Linked DNA regions of Mus musculus: region 2 is linked to region 1. A link is a contact called in public Hi-C data. All regions are on one chromosome and are shown on one strand. The core of a region is the stretch at or near the end of the contact, and the rest is flanking DNA. Distances in the headings are between cores, read along the strand shown. Region 1 holds the start of St6galnac3 (ST6 (alpha-N-acetyl-neuraminyl-2,3-beta-galactosyl-1,3)-N-acetylgalactosaminide alpha-2,6-sialyltransferase 3). Region 2 has its middle 26 kb from the start of 5730460C07Rik.

Region 1 (6,868 bases), core at 2,292-4,791:
TCCTAGTTTATAAAATTCTGGTCTAGGTTTATCCTAGCATTTCTTGCTTTTGACTTTAGTAAGTGAACCACTACTCATTGCTATACTTGGTAATAACTTATGAATGCTGATTAAAAACTTAACATTTGGGGGCTAGGGAGATGGCATAGTTAGTCAAATGGTTACTCTGCAAGGACAGGGACCTGTGCTTGGAGCCTCAGAATCCACGTCAAAGGCCAGGCATGATGTTGTTTGTCTGGGAAAATAGAGACAAGGCATTGCTGGAACTTGCTGGCCAGATGGCCTCACTGAGTTGGTGAGAGATCCTGCCTCAAAAAATAAGGTGATTCTCAACCTGTGTTGAGTTGGGATCCCATTTGGGGGTTGCATATCAGATATCCTGCATATCAGATATTTGAAAAATTACAGTTATGAAGTAGTAATAAAATGATCTTATGATGGGGGGGTCGCCACAACATGAACTGTATTAAAAGGTGGCAGTGTTAGGAAATGTTGAGAATCCCTGATGTAAAATGATTGATAAAGACACCTAACATCAACATGTATGCACACATGAGTGTGTACACACATGCACATACACACGGAGAGAGACAAGTACCACTTTGGAAAGCATGGATGTGGGTGGTGGGCTCTTCAGTTGAGAAAGCCATGTCAGGGTAGGTGGGTGAAGAACCTTCATCGAGTCCTTACCATGTGTGTTAACTCTTCAGCAACGACACCCTCCTGAGACCCTCAAGGATGACCAGAGTCTCTCTCTGCTTCAGCTGTGATCTTTCTGTCTTCAGTGCAAATTTCGATTCTTTAAATAGCTTTTTATCATCTAAAAGCGGTCATCTTGCCGGGAATTGAGGTGAATGAACTCATATTTAAGTCTGCTAAGGCAGAGTTAAACACATAGCCTGTTGTACAAAGATTAGACAGAGGTCAAGAGGCTTGGTTAAGTTCACCAAGCAAGGAAGTGCTCATCAGATCACCAGAGTCCACTGGCCCTTCCCAAGTATAGTGCAACTTTCTGGAGAGAGAGAGAGAGAGAGAGAGAGAGAGAGAGAGAGAGAGAGAGAGAGAGAGAGAGAGAGAGAGAGAGAGAAGGAGGAGCAGAGGAGGAGAGGAAAGAGAGAGAAAGAGATGCTTAAACCATCTTTGCTTCCTCCTCTTCCTCCTCCTCTTCCTCCTCTACTTCTTCTTGGAAAGAGACACTTCTATATTTTTGAGATGATAATTGCAAAATTTATCTTTTCTCCTTCCTCCCTCCATACCTTCCTATATACTTCTCCCTGTTCTTCAAATTCATGACCTCTTTTTGAAACCTAATTGTTGTTACATGCATATATGTATATACATATATTCCTAAATATAGCCTATTTAACCCATACAATGGTACCTTGTGTGTATGCTGATGTTTCTTCATTGTTAGCAGCTTGCTCCCTGGTGGGGAAGGCCTCTACTGTGTTATGTGTCTCTTATCTTTTCCTCTTTACTGTGATTTAGGATCTTGTCCTGAGATCACAGATCACAGAAACCAATCTCTTATTGCTGACAGGTCCTATAGAAACTTAAAGATTTTTCCCTTCAGCTAATCAGATTAATAAAAACTGACATGAATGAATGAATGAATGAATGAATGAATGGATGAATGAATGAATGAATGTGGGGTCTAGGAGATAACAAGTGTGCAAAGACACTTGTCCCAAGCCTGACAACCCAAGCTTGGGGACAACCTTCGGGGCCACTTGGTAGAAGTTGTTCACCTGGTGACATGAGTGTCCTGCTGCAAAGAAATAAACAAGTGTGCTGAGTTTTCCTGGCCTGCTGTCCCACTTAAGGTTACTCTTGCTATGATGGAACACCATGCCTGAAAGCAACTTGAGGAGAGGACAGGAACCTGGGGGCAGGGGCTGATGCAGATGCCTTGAAGGGGTGTTGCTTACTAGCTTGCTCCTCATGGCTTGCTAGGTCTGCTTTCTTATAGAACCCAGGACCACCAGCCCGGGGTGGTCCCACCCACAATGGGCTGGCCCTCCACATAAATCACTAAATAAGAACATGCCCTACAGGTTTTCCTACAGCCTACTTCTTCTGGAGTCATTTGCTTTTCAGTTGAGTCTCCCGTCTCTCCAGCGAGTCTAGTTTGTGTCAAGTTGACATGAAACTAGCCAGTACACCTGCTAAGACCATTTATTAAAGCTGCAGTTTGAAGTATGCGATCTTTACCAAACCATACTTATAAAATACATGTGCCTTGAAGGCAGAGGGAGGGGTGGGAGGAAGTGGCAACAGAGAAGAGTTTAGTCACCCTGGAGACAGACAGAGCTTGCCTGGGAACAGGCAGTTTGAATAGGACTCTAGTCTTTTCAGTATCTTCCCTGTGATTTCTCCTGTTGAATGTCCTGAGCAATTCCTGTCTGTTGGTGTGGGAGCCATCTCATGACCCTCGGTCACTCTCAGATCACATGCTTTCCCTGATGCTGTGCAGGCCAGCTAATCTGCGAGGGAGATGACTTTAAGGTAGATGTTTTGGGGAGTAATTTAAAGACTTGTGTGACTTCTAGACAGCAGGAATTTGTGTATCTACAGACCTTTCCTCTCTCTGGGCATAACCTCTTCTTGTAGAAATGATTGTTCTCTTAGCAGGTCTGGTTTGGGACACACAGAGTCCATTAAGGACCCAGAGAGGACCAGGTTCCAGTTTGCCCATGTCACCTCTTGGGTAAATCTGCACTGCTCTTTAACACAGGACAGTTCATGGTGGAGGTCAGGACCTTCCTAGATGTCCAGACTTAAGAGGAAAAGCTAATATGTAACTTGGTTGTTGAAATTTTAACTGAGTTCTCTAAATTCCAAGATAGTAGTAGTGAGTAGCAAAGTCCTGTGCATCATACTCTGTACATAGGTGTACACACATGAACATTATCTTTATACATTGTGTACATAAGCATTTTACGAACTTGCAACAGAATACAACAGTCACAGCTGCATATGTTTATGTGCCCATATGCTACACATGCTGTGCACAATGTCACATTGTGTGAAGATTGTGGCTTCTTTTTTGAAGACCAAGAGTGTTCAATCTTTCAGCATCTCTAGTTGTTTGTGTTTTCAGGTTGACAGACGATCAATCATAACAAGAGACGCACACCACAGAATTCTGCAGTGCCCAAGGGCTAGCCCTGGGCACTTCCAGCTGCTTTCGAAGAATCCTGTGATGGGCCCCATGCCTGCATCGGAATGGTGCCAAACAAAGCTAACTTTTTGGAAAGTGGCACATCTGTGGGTTCTCTGATGGGCGAGTGCAGCTGGAAGGGCCACCTTCTGTCCTCAGGTTAAGCAGATCTGGGTCTGCTGCAAGCCGGGCTTTACATACCTCCATCTGCAGAAGGGTTTGGAAAAAAAGGTGAAGTAGTAGCAGCGGTGGAGTAGCAAGCAGTTGCGGGCTGCACGGAGGGCACGTGACTAGGGGCGGGGCCTCGTGTGGCGCCAGCCAGTGGCGGGGCTCGGGGGTGGGGCCTGAGCGCGCAGCTCCCGCGGCCCGGCTCGCTCTGCGGGAATGTGGGCTGGAGTGGTCCAGCTGCGGGGCCGAGGTGCAGCGAGCCACAGGGTCGATCCATAGCGCCATGGCCTGCATCCTCAAGGTAACAGCTCGGCGGTGGGCCGCATGCGAGCTCCGCCTGCTGGGTGCGCCGAGGCGTGGAGCCCGCCGCGGTCCCGCCGCATCCTCAGCCCGCCCGTCTCTTCCTGGCGTCGGCTTCCTTTTTGTTCCTTTGGCCAAGGCATCTGGGTGGGAGACTATGTAATGTGCGTTGGGCACAGACTCCTTGCCTGCACTGCTGCCGGCTGGCTCCTGTCTGGAAGGAGCTGGGCAGGGAGCGCGCGGCGGCGTGCCGAATGATGGGTATAGCAGGCGGAGCAGAGGGTGCTCCGAGACTTGGGTCAGGGCAGCCCGCGGCCTGTGGGGGGCCATGGGCTGAAAAGGAGTGGCCCAGCATGGGTGAGGGGCACAGCGTTTGAGAGGAGGAGGAGAGGGTGCAGAGAGCCCGCAGCCTTTGCTCCCGGGAACACATAAACTTCTAGGTCTACAGGTAGCCCTGTAGGGATGAGTTTTCTGGGGAACTAGCTCCAGGTGCCGGGACTTAAGTTGGAAAAGTTCATTAGATGGACATAGGTAGAATGTTGGACTTCCTTAGGCTCACATGTGAACAGACAGTATCTACCCAGAGTCCAGCCCTATTTTGCTGAGTTCTTTCAAGCCTTGGTACATTCCATGTTCTTAGTGACTCCTTAGCCACAGGCTTGAAGGCTTTGCGTGGACCTACTTGGTGAGGACCTTTTCTGGGAAGACTTGTTTCCAACTCACCGAGAAAGTTCACTCCCTAGCCTGTTCTGGTTTTTCCTCGCTGTCCTTATTCAGTTGCCCAGTCTGACTCCGTGGATCCAAACTTGAGCAGCATGAAGGTTTCCCATCCCGGAGAGAAAACTAAGGTGTTCGGTTTCCAGCCCCGAGAAGGTGCTGTGTGACCAAGGGCCACACAGAACAGTCTTGTGTGTCGTAGCACTTAATATAGTCTTGGGCTGCTGTTGAAGTTGTACCAGTCATCCTTCCCTCTCATGAAGCGAGGCAGCAGACCCTTATTGTGACTTTCCTGAGCTTGCCGTTTGTTTTGGAACACTTTCCACGCCTTTTCTTTTCTTTTTTTTTCCCCAAGGGTGGCAAAGTTAGGAGGAAATAATCCATTGGTATCACAGAATGCAACTTGAACTCACAGGAACTGGAACTAGGTCACCACATCGTCTCTATTTATTTGTGTCATTTGCTAAAAGGAAATCAAGGCGCCTGCCATGTCCTGTTGTTGGTCATGTCTTCCTCTATTGGTTTTTCCCCTGTCATGCATCTTCTGTCTGTGTGAGTGTGCTTGCTCTGGAGTGGTGCTGCTGATTGGACTTTTACAAATGCCAAGGTCCTGTCTGGTCACAGGGCTATATCCCCAGATCCCTCGAGGCATCTCTAGTGCAGATCCAAGGGCACACATAGATCTCACCTGTCATCCCTCACACAGAGGAGCCCCTCCTTACTTGCCTTCAAACCCTAACCATGAATCAAGATGAATAAAGATTAAGCAAATTCATCAGAATTCTGGCTCCGCCTCCGGTCACCTGTGTGGCCTTGGACAAGTTACACGACTCTGAATACTAAGTTGTTCAACATAAGATCAAAATAGTCACACAAAGTCTGTCAGGTTGCTACGGAGATGGGGCAAGAAGGACTTAGGGATACAGGTGTGTAAAGCCACTGCTTTCCTGATGTTTAGTAATGATGAGTTAGTTACATCATTCTGAACCCCCAGTCTTTCCATAGGATATAACTTTGGCTCCCTCGTAAGCCCTGAAGGGCCACAGTGCTTGTTTGCAACTCCACTTTTAAGGGAAAGAGTCTTGAGTTTCCTAAACTCCAAGTTAAGGACAGAGTGAACCTGGATTCCAGCCCCCCATCTTAAGCTGTCTTCACACTTTAAAACTGTTTTAGGGGTGACTCCGAGAGTCCTTATACTATTCAATCTCTGCCACCTATAAGCAATGGGGTGCATTTAAAAATTTTTTTTCCTTTTACTCTTTTAGTGGTGACTTTGTGCAACATGATGTTGTGGTCTGTAAATGTACTGGGTCACGTTCATGCCCAGATCACTTTCATGGCCGTTCTGGGCTACTGGTAGCCTGCTGCGTGCAGGCTGTACCTACTTGGTCCTAGATGGTCCCTGAGGATCCTGTAGCCTGTGCCATCTTTATAAAGCTACGCGTGGTGGAGTATGGGGCCCACGTTCTGAACAGAAGGTACGCATTCTGCACAAGCTCGGCCTTTGCATTTGATTTTGGCCGCTCTTCTTCCTAAGTGTGAGAAATGTGTATAATTACTATAATTGGTTTTAACAGTGTTGTAGCAAATAGAAAACGATAGACTTCTCATTGTTTTAACGAAATATATATATATATTTTTGCAAAGCCCTGAACCTAGTTAAGTATTGGAAACAGCCTGGCCCTATGATCAAACCTTCAGGGGGCAGATTAGTAGGGGAACAGCATATGTAGTATTTGTATTTTATCTGATATTCATGTCGTCTGTGAATGTACATATATGTATGCCTCCTGTGTATTTATGTATGTGTGCAACTTATATAGATAAATTATACATACACACACATATAACACACATAATTTATGTCTTCCGTGCGTGTTTGTCTGTATTTCTGTGTATGAAATACTCATAGAAGGGGTGTTCTGATTAGTTTTTTGTGAACTTGACACAAGCCAGGGTATCCCATTTGAGCCTCCCTTGAGAAAAAGCCTCCATTCGATTGGCCTTTAGGCAACTCTGTGAGACGTTTTCTCATTTGGTGTTTAATGTGGAAGGGCTTATCCCGTTGTGGATGGTGCTACCTCTGGGCAGATGATCCTAGGTGGTATAGGAAAGCAACCATGGGTAAGCAGGCCATGGATGAGCAAGCCAGAAAGCAGTATTCCCCAGTGACCCATTTAGTTCCTGCCTCCAGGTTCCTGCCTTGAATTCTTGCTCTGACTTCAATGACAGACTAGAAACTATAAAACGAAATCACTCCTTTCCTCCTTTAAGTTGCTTTTGGTCACAGTGTTTTATCACAGCAATAGAAAGAAAACTAAGATAAGGGGTTATTGGGTCTGAAGGTTAATATTCCATTTTACCAAAGAGTGACATATTATGAAAATTCGGTAAGACAGGAAAGGGGTTTGGGCTATATGTTCCGAGTGCCGGGAAATGGCAGGGAAAGCCATGAGGAGCGAGTTTTGTTTGGGTGTGTTTATCTGGGTCTTGTCCCTCTAACGATGAGAATGCTTTCTTCCT
Region 2 (6,868 bases), core at 3,177-5,676, 40 kb before region 1:
TGCATCGTGGATGTTTGACTGTTGTGTTTTTAGATGATTTATTTTATACGTAATACTCCTAAGTCAGTTGGTGAAAACCGATAGGCTTCAGTACCGTGATGTTCTTATGAACTGTAAAGCATGTAGGGCTTTGAACTCTCATTTATTATTTTATAATGCTTTACATTTATACATTTCTGTATTTACTTATTTATGTGTGTGCATATGCACATGTGTGACACAGAACACATGTGGAAGTTGAAGAACAACTTACAGTTCTCTTCTCCCACATGGCTTCTTAGGATTGAACTCAGATGGTCAGGCTTAGCAGCAAGCTCCGCTACCCACTGAGCCATCTTGCTAGACCCCCTTAATTATTTTTACTCCCACACTGTGATTTGTTCAGGGTTACATCTTTTTCTTTTTTTTTTCCTACCAGGTTATTGGCAGTTACTAAGCCAATTAATATACTTCCTGTACCGGTCAGGCTTTCATTCCTCTGTACATGGGCATAAAATTCCATGTGTGTATGACTTCATTTCCTGTCTGTCATCTGTCAGTGAACCCATTTCCTGGTTATTGTGAGTAGTGTACTTATGAATACAGACGCACTGAACGTATCTCTGTGGTACATACATGGTTGGTTTTGAGTGTATACTGAGTGGTATAACCCGGTCAGGTGGGAGATCTACTTTGAGGTTTCTTTAGTAAAACCTAATTTTGCTACTCTATTCCTGAGGAGTCATGAACAAATGTCTGTTACACCAGATGGTAGAACTGACCACACATCAAAGCCATAAGAGCACTAAAGTCCACCTTGGTGAACCAGTGGATCTATTTTAGTTATTTACAGGGGTGGATAAGGAGTTGCTCACAGGTACAAGGATGCTTCAGACACAACCACATCATGAAAAAGCCCAAACCAGCCAGGGTGATGACTCCTAAAAACTTGTGCCTTGGAGTGCTCTGAATGACTCTGTAGGTAGCTCTACAGCTTACTCTTTAGTAGTCCTCACTGTTTACATAACCACAGGGAGAAAGAAGCTTTGTGAGTCTGGTAAATTTCAGGAACTTCCTGAGACTTGCAACTTAACTTCCTGAGTCTCCAAAAGCCTCCTTTTCACTTTCCAAGTCTTATGAACTGCTTTCCAGGATGTCTACCGTTCTTGCTATAAACAACCCCTGTTCTGATTTCCACAGTGGCCACACCATTTACACTCCCACCAGCAGTGAACTGAGGGTTCCCCTTCTCCACGTCCTCACCAGCCCAGTTTATCATTTGTTTTCTAGGTGACAGCTATTCTGACCGGTGTGAGATAGACTCTCAGATCCATCTTGATCTGTATTTTTCTGATGGCTAATGTGGTAAATACTTTCCCAGGGACATATTGACTACTTGTTTTTCTTCTTTTGAGAACAGTCTGCTTAGTTCATTAGCCCACTTGTGGATTTAATTTCTGTAGTTATTCATGTCTTACTTACTAATCCCATGTCTGACAGGTAGTTGGTACAGATGCTTCACCCGACCCTAGCATGCTGCTTCACGCTGGCTGTTGTTCTCACTGTACAGAAGCTCCTTAATTTCATGCATTTGTCAGTTCCTGGGAGTCTTTCCTGCGCTGGTTGAATTCGCTCCAGAAAGCCCTTGCCCATGCCCATGCCCATGCCCATGCCCACGTCTTGTCGTGTTTTGCCTATGTTTTCCTCTAGCAGTCTCAAAGTCTCAGATTTTATATTCATGTCTTTAATCCATGTAAAATGATTTTGTGAAGGCTCAGGCTATCAAACTCTGATATCAGGCCATTCTTAGTTGAGCTCTGTCCCTGTTCATGCACTTTCCATTCTGAGCTAGCCTTCTCAGTCCTGACACCTGTATACTTCTGCTGGACATTGTTGAAGAGCTTCTTGCTCTCCACAGATGTCTCTTTGGGCTTTTCCTCATGCAGGGGTTGTGGAAGACCAACCTGTGACTCCCTGACCTGGAGACATTTTTTGATGTCATTTTCTGAGGTAGCTCTGTTATTCCCAAAGGACTTTCTGCTAATATAATGTCTGCCCACTGCTCTGAGTCACAAAACATGACAATAAAACTCCTGTCCTGTGGCTGACCCTGGCAGTCCTTCAGAAACATTGTCTCACCGAAACCAATACATAGACTTGAGGTTCCTGGGCATGGAGGGCTTATCCTGGGGTGGGGCTGCAAGCTCTCCTCTGCTTTATTTTTCAGAAACTGCCAGGGGCCAGCAGGGACTGTGCACGAAGGCTGCTTCTCCATGTCGCAGTCTCTTCTCTTCTACTTCCCCCAATCCTTGTACTTTGTGGATTTCTAAAGTTCCTCTGCTTCTGTCTTTGGGATGAAGTCTGTTGTCTTCAATTTCTGTGTATGGATGTTTTGCCTGCGTGTGTGTCTATTCACCACCCACAGAGGCCAGAAGAGGGTGTTAGATCCCCAGAACTGGAATACAGACAGGGGTAGGTTGCTATGCTGTGTGGGTGTCAGGTAGTGAACCTGGGTCCTCTGGAGGAATCAGTGCTTTTAACTGTTGAGCCATCCCCACAGCACATGAATATGTTCTTGACTCTGAGTTTCTCCTCAGCAGCTCTCACAGAGGCAGCCCCTAGTCCACTACCTAACTTGAAACCTGTGTGCCTCTTGATACCTGTTCTGTGCAGTGCTGATTGTCATCTTCAGTGTTGTTTATAAAAGGAATCAGAGGCTTGGGTTTGAGCTCTGGGGAAGATGCTTGTCTAACATGTGTAAGGCCCAGGTTTGAGCCCCAGCATCCTAATCTGTAATAGGCAGGCTTTGTCATGGAAGAAGGCCGTGCCGGTTCTGATCTTTCCTTTGCGCTTTAGGGCATCTTCCACCTTTGTTTTCTACTCTGTGGACTGTTCTGGGAGTTGGAGTTGGTGGAGCTGTAACTTCCACTTTGCATTTTGTATCTATAATCAACTATCTCCATCATTTTCCTGGTCTAAATGTTGCTGACGTTGCCAGGAGATGGTGTTGGCTGTACGCTGTTTGTGTAGAGTCTCAAGTGAAGGTATGCTCATCTTCAACTCACAGGCTCAACTCTGCGTTTCCTCTCAGAGGAGCCGACGGCTGAGCAGAAATCCCTTAGAGTCAGTGGTATCAGTTAGGCTAACTCTTTCATGTGTCTGTTAGACAAACATATGGACAGTGCTCAGGCTGGGAACCAGATGCCTGCTGAGCAACGAGGAGAGCAGAGGAATTGCCTGCTGAGACTCCTAGGCCAGAAAGGGAGGCGTGACCTCTGACCTTGCTGCAAAGCTGTGGGGGGAGGTTCAAATCACCTTTAAAAATATTTGTTTTGTTTGTTTGTTTGTGTGTGTGTGTGTGTGTGTGTACATGCATGCAGGTGGTGTGTAGTTTGGACATGATGCAGTGGCTTGTGCTTCTAGTCTCTGCACTTGAGAGCCATAGGCAGGCAGATCTCTGTGAGTTCAGAGCCAATCTGCTCTGTATCAAAAGTTCCAGGTCAGATGAGCTATGTAGTGAGATACTGCCTCAAAACCACAAATGCTTAGAGTAGGGTATTTGACAGTAAAATATATGAAATACTCAAGATCAGTTTTGAAATTTCAACTTTTGCAAAAATTTCTTAATATTTCAAGATGTGGATAAGTAAATTACATTCCTGCTGCTGAGTTAAGCTAGACTAGTGGACACTTAGAGGGTCCTGATGCAATAACGTGTGTCTGGGGCGATCTACAACCCCATTTCCTTTGCTGTGACCTTAGAGAGGCACATCATGCCATGCTGGGCAATCTTCCACTGATGTCACTTCAGTTGGCTCATCTAATTTTTTAAGTGATTTGTCTTTTTTGAAACCAAAGGGTACTATTAAAAACATCACATCAGCTAGGCATGGTCACAGACCTATCAACCCAGCCTCAGAAGACTGCAGCAGGAGGATCATGAGACCAGCCTGGGTTACATAATGAGAACTTATCTGACAACAATAAGAACTGTCTCTGTGGTATCACTTATCTTCACCAGTGACACATGTACAGGACAAAGAAAATGTCTTGCAAGACCCTTATGATGGTGGGGTGCTTCTGACATTATCTGGGGCTTAAAACCTAAGTTTTAATAGGGAGATGTGTCCCTTCTGGGAGAAGAAAACACATATATTCAATGAATGACAGGTCTCAAAAAACAACAGATAAAATTGCATTCTTATCATATATTCAAAGGAAATACGTATTTTGGTACTTGTGATGGAGTAGGGTAAAGGGCAGGTGCAGAGCGGAGATACAATGTTGCAGTTGTTGAGCCTAGCAGGGGTGGGGGGTCAGAGTGTGGCAGCACACAGACATGATAGCTTTGTTCCCTGGGAAGTCCCTGGTCAGAAGACCCTCCTTCCCTTCTCACCCCAGCTGTTTTTTGTTTTGTTTTGTCTGATTTTCCACGGGGTCATGAACAGAGGACCTGACAAACCAGGAGAAAGGTCATGCGGTTTCCAGCTGCAGTGCACTGTTTGTTTGCTGAGTATTCAAGTCAGCAGTACTTTTTGTGGTTTTGGTTTTTTCGATGTTTTTTTTTTTTTCTTTTCAACTTCACACTTTTGACTTTCCAAAGCAAGTAGGAACCTCACATTTTTGAGGGTCCCCAATCTCCTCATGCTATTTGATCCAAAAACTACCTACAAATTCAAGGCAGTCTCAAAATATTGTGTGTAGTTAGGAGGTGGGGGAGAAGGGATAGGGAGAAATATGATCCAAAACAATAAAAGTTGAAACCAACTAAGACGCCAGTTTTCTCCAGGCAGCTGGGACACAAGCAAGGTTCCACTCAGCACTTGAGAAGTTCCACTTAGTGACGGTTGTGGAGTTTTCTCTTGGCCACAGTGTGAGATGGCCCAGGTGAGCTTTAGTCTTTCTTTAAATGATCCACTGATGCCTTTAAAGCTACTGTTTGTCAGAGTTTTTATAAAATACAATCATGAATCCAAAGAACACAGCGTCACCTTCACACATAGGTACTTTCCCCAAGTATAGTGAGAAGGTCACCCACGAGTGCTTTGTCCACAGTGCTTAAGAGTCATTTTCCAGTTTTCCTGCAACATCACAGTACTTCTCTTAACTTTCGCTTTGAGACATTGCCCCACTCTGCAGCTCAGCCTGATCTGGAACTCACTGTGTAGCCCAGGCTGGCCTTCCTTGAATTCACGGCAATCCTTCTGCCTCCACCTCCAGGTGTTGGTGTTGGGATGGCAGATCTGAGGAACCTTTCTTGATGCCACCCTCTCTGCCTAAACATAGAATTTAGTCCACTATAAAGTCCGGTTAATGTGTCCAGCTGACATGTCAAGACACCTGTTAAGTGGACATTTTCAGAGAAGGCATAACTACCTCTGAACCCTCATTTCTTCTTCTTTGATTCTCTTGTAAGAAAACAATTTCACAGCCACTCCATAAGGAGGTGACATAAGTTTCTCTACCAGGACTTGTGTGCGTGACAAGATAATTCTGCTGACTCTAGTCTGGGCACTTTCGAAGTTCATCCAGATGGCTGCAATCTGTCCTTCTGACTGAGGAATGTGCCTAGACCTGTGGCAAGCTCAGGCTGTTTTCCTCCATGCTTCCTCTAATCCAAGCTGCAGCTTTGCAGCATGGTATCCACTGAAACCACAGCCCCACAGCAGCGACCCAAAGCTGCTCAACAAATGTAGGGAAAGCTTGGGACCAGAATGATTTGATTGGTTTCCAGGGTCTGTTTTCTCTGTAATGTTTTTATTAGTAATTATTAACCACCCATATAATGGGTTTTGTTGTGACATATTAACTGCCTCCAGACTTAGAAAACAGTTCTTTGGTTTAGTTAGGACCCTTGCTTATTTTCATTAAACACTCTAAACCTGCTAAGCGTGTAAGTTCCAAACATTTTAGTTAGCGATGAAAATAAAAACTCATCTTGAACCTGCTTCATAAATAATGAAAGTTTGGTTGTTCTGGTGTCCACAGGACAAGGCAGGGAGTAGCTGAGGGACAATCAGGAGACCTATGGCCTCATGTCCCGTCCGCTAGGCCTTCTGTCCCTCCATCTCTTATGTTCTCCTTTTGCAGGCCAGTTTCAAAGCTACTTCCAGACAATCTCCTTTGCCTGGTTGGAAGCAAAACATTGAGCAGCATCCTCACCTGGCTTGCATCAATTGTGTCCTCGTGTATGTGGTCCTATCATGTGTGCTGTGGCGTTCATTAGCGTTCCCATGTCAAGGAGAGAAGCTCCAAGATAAAAGCACATTCAAGGGGGAGAGTGCTCCTCACCTTGCACGCCACTGAAAGCCCAGAGTGAGCAGGTGACATTGAGTTCCTGCTGCTGTCCTGATCAGGTGATGCCTTCCAGGAGGGGAGGCACAGTGACCTGCCCCTAGCAGCTTAAAGGGAGCACCGTCATTGTTATTCTCTGACCACATTTCCCATGACACTTGGCACCTAGCTCAGCACTGGGGACACAGATGCTAGCCCACTGTCCCTCCAAGCACGAATCCCTCTCAGCACAGTCACGTCTTCCCATGGCTTCAGTGTGCTTCAGGGGTGCTTCAGCTTCCACACAGTCCATCCGGAGCTCTGGAGCTGACCTCCGGATCCCGTAAAAAGGAGCGTTTGACAGTTCTGACTCACTCGCTCTCTCTGAGTGCTGTGGCCTTCCTGGGGAGACTTTTGCATACACAGAGAGCATGTCTGTTGCAGAGCTGCTCATCCTTGGCAGCCACAAACCTGGTTCTAATCCCAGCACTGAAAGTAACAGTACTACACTCTTGGATTCTCACAGACCAGTAAGTGAAAAAAGAAGTCAAACCTTCATTGGACTCAAAAAATTCAAGCAGTTCTAATTTATACCTCTCTTCATTTAGGTTTTCTC

What was found. A called contact is a pair of places that touch in the nucleus more often than the background predicts.
Region 2: a contact with region 1 is called in a Hi-C map of CD8 T cells, with 2.6 times the contacts expected there. The contact joins the enhancer-like site here to the promoter of St6galnac3 in region 1. A contact is called at or near these places in 1 of 39 promoter capture datasets (hippocampal neurons), 19 of 484 Hi-C or Micro-C datasets (CD4 T cells, CD8 T cells, CD8 central memory T cells and 10 more), 8 of 115 datasets of contacts at active chromatin or transcription factors (craniofacial prominence, embryonic hindbrain, embryonic stem cells and 4 more) and 3 of 9 other capture datasets (adipose tissue, liver and pancreatic islet).

Annotation. Positions count from the first base shown.
Region 1 is chr3:153,721,806-153,728,673 of GRCm38.p6, reverse strand. It overlaps St6galnac3 (ST6 (alpha-N-acetyl-neuraminyl-2,3-beta-galactosyl-1,3)-N-acetylgalactosaminide alpha-2,6-sialyltransferase 3), which reads left to right and starts at 3,541. Exons shown (of 5, transcript NM_011372.2): 1 at 3,541-3,629. The coding sequence starts at 3,612.
Region 2 is chr3:153,762,464-153,769,331 of GRCm38.p6, reverse strand. No RefSeq gene overlaps it. Among named protein-coding and RNA genes, the nearest start is that of 5730460C07Rik, 26 kb to the left of the region's middle. Within about 2 kb of position 4,426, at least 44 of the 459 cell types and tissues checked have an H3K27ac peak or open chromatin away from gene starts, as enhancers often do. A contact at or near this core is called in CD8 T cells, CD8 central memory T cells, the G1E-ER4 cell line and 7 more, where this site is marked.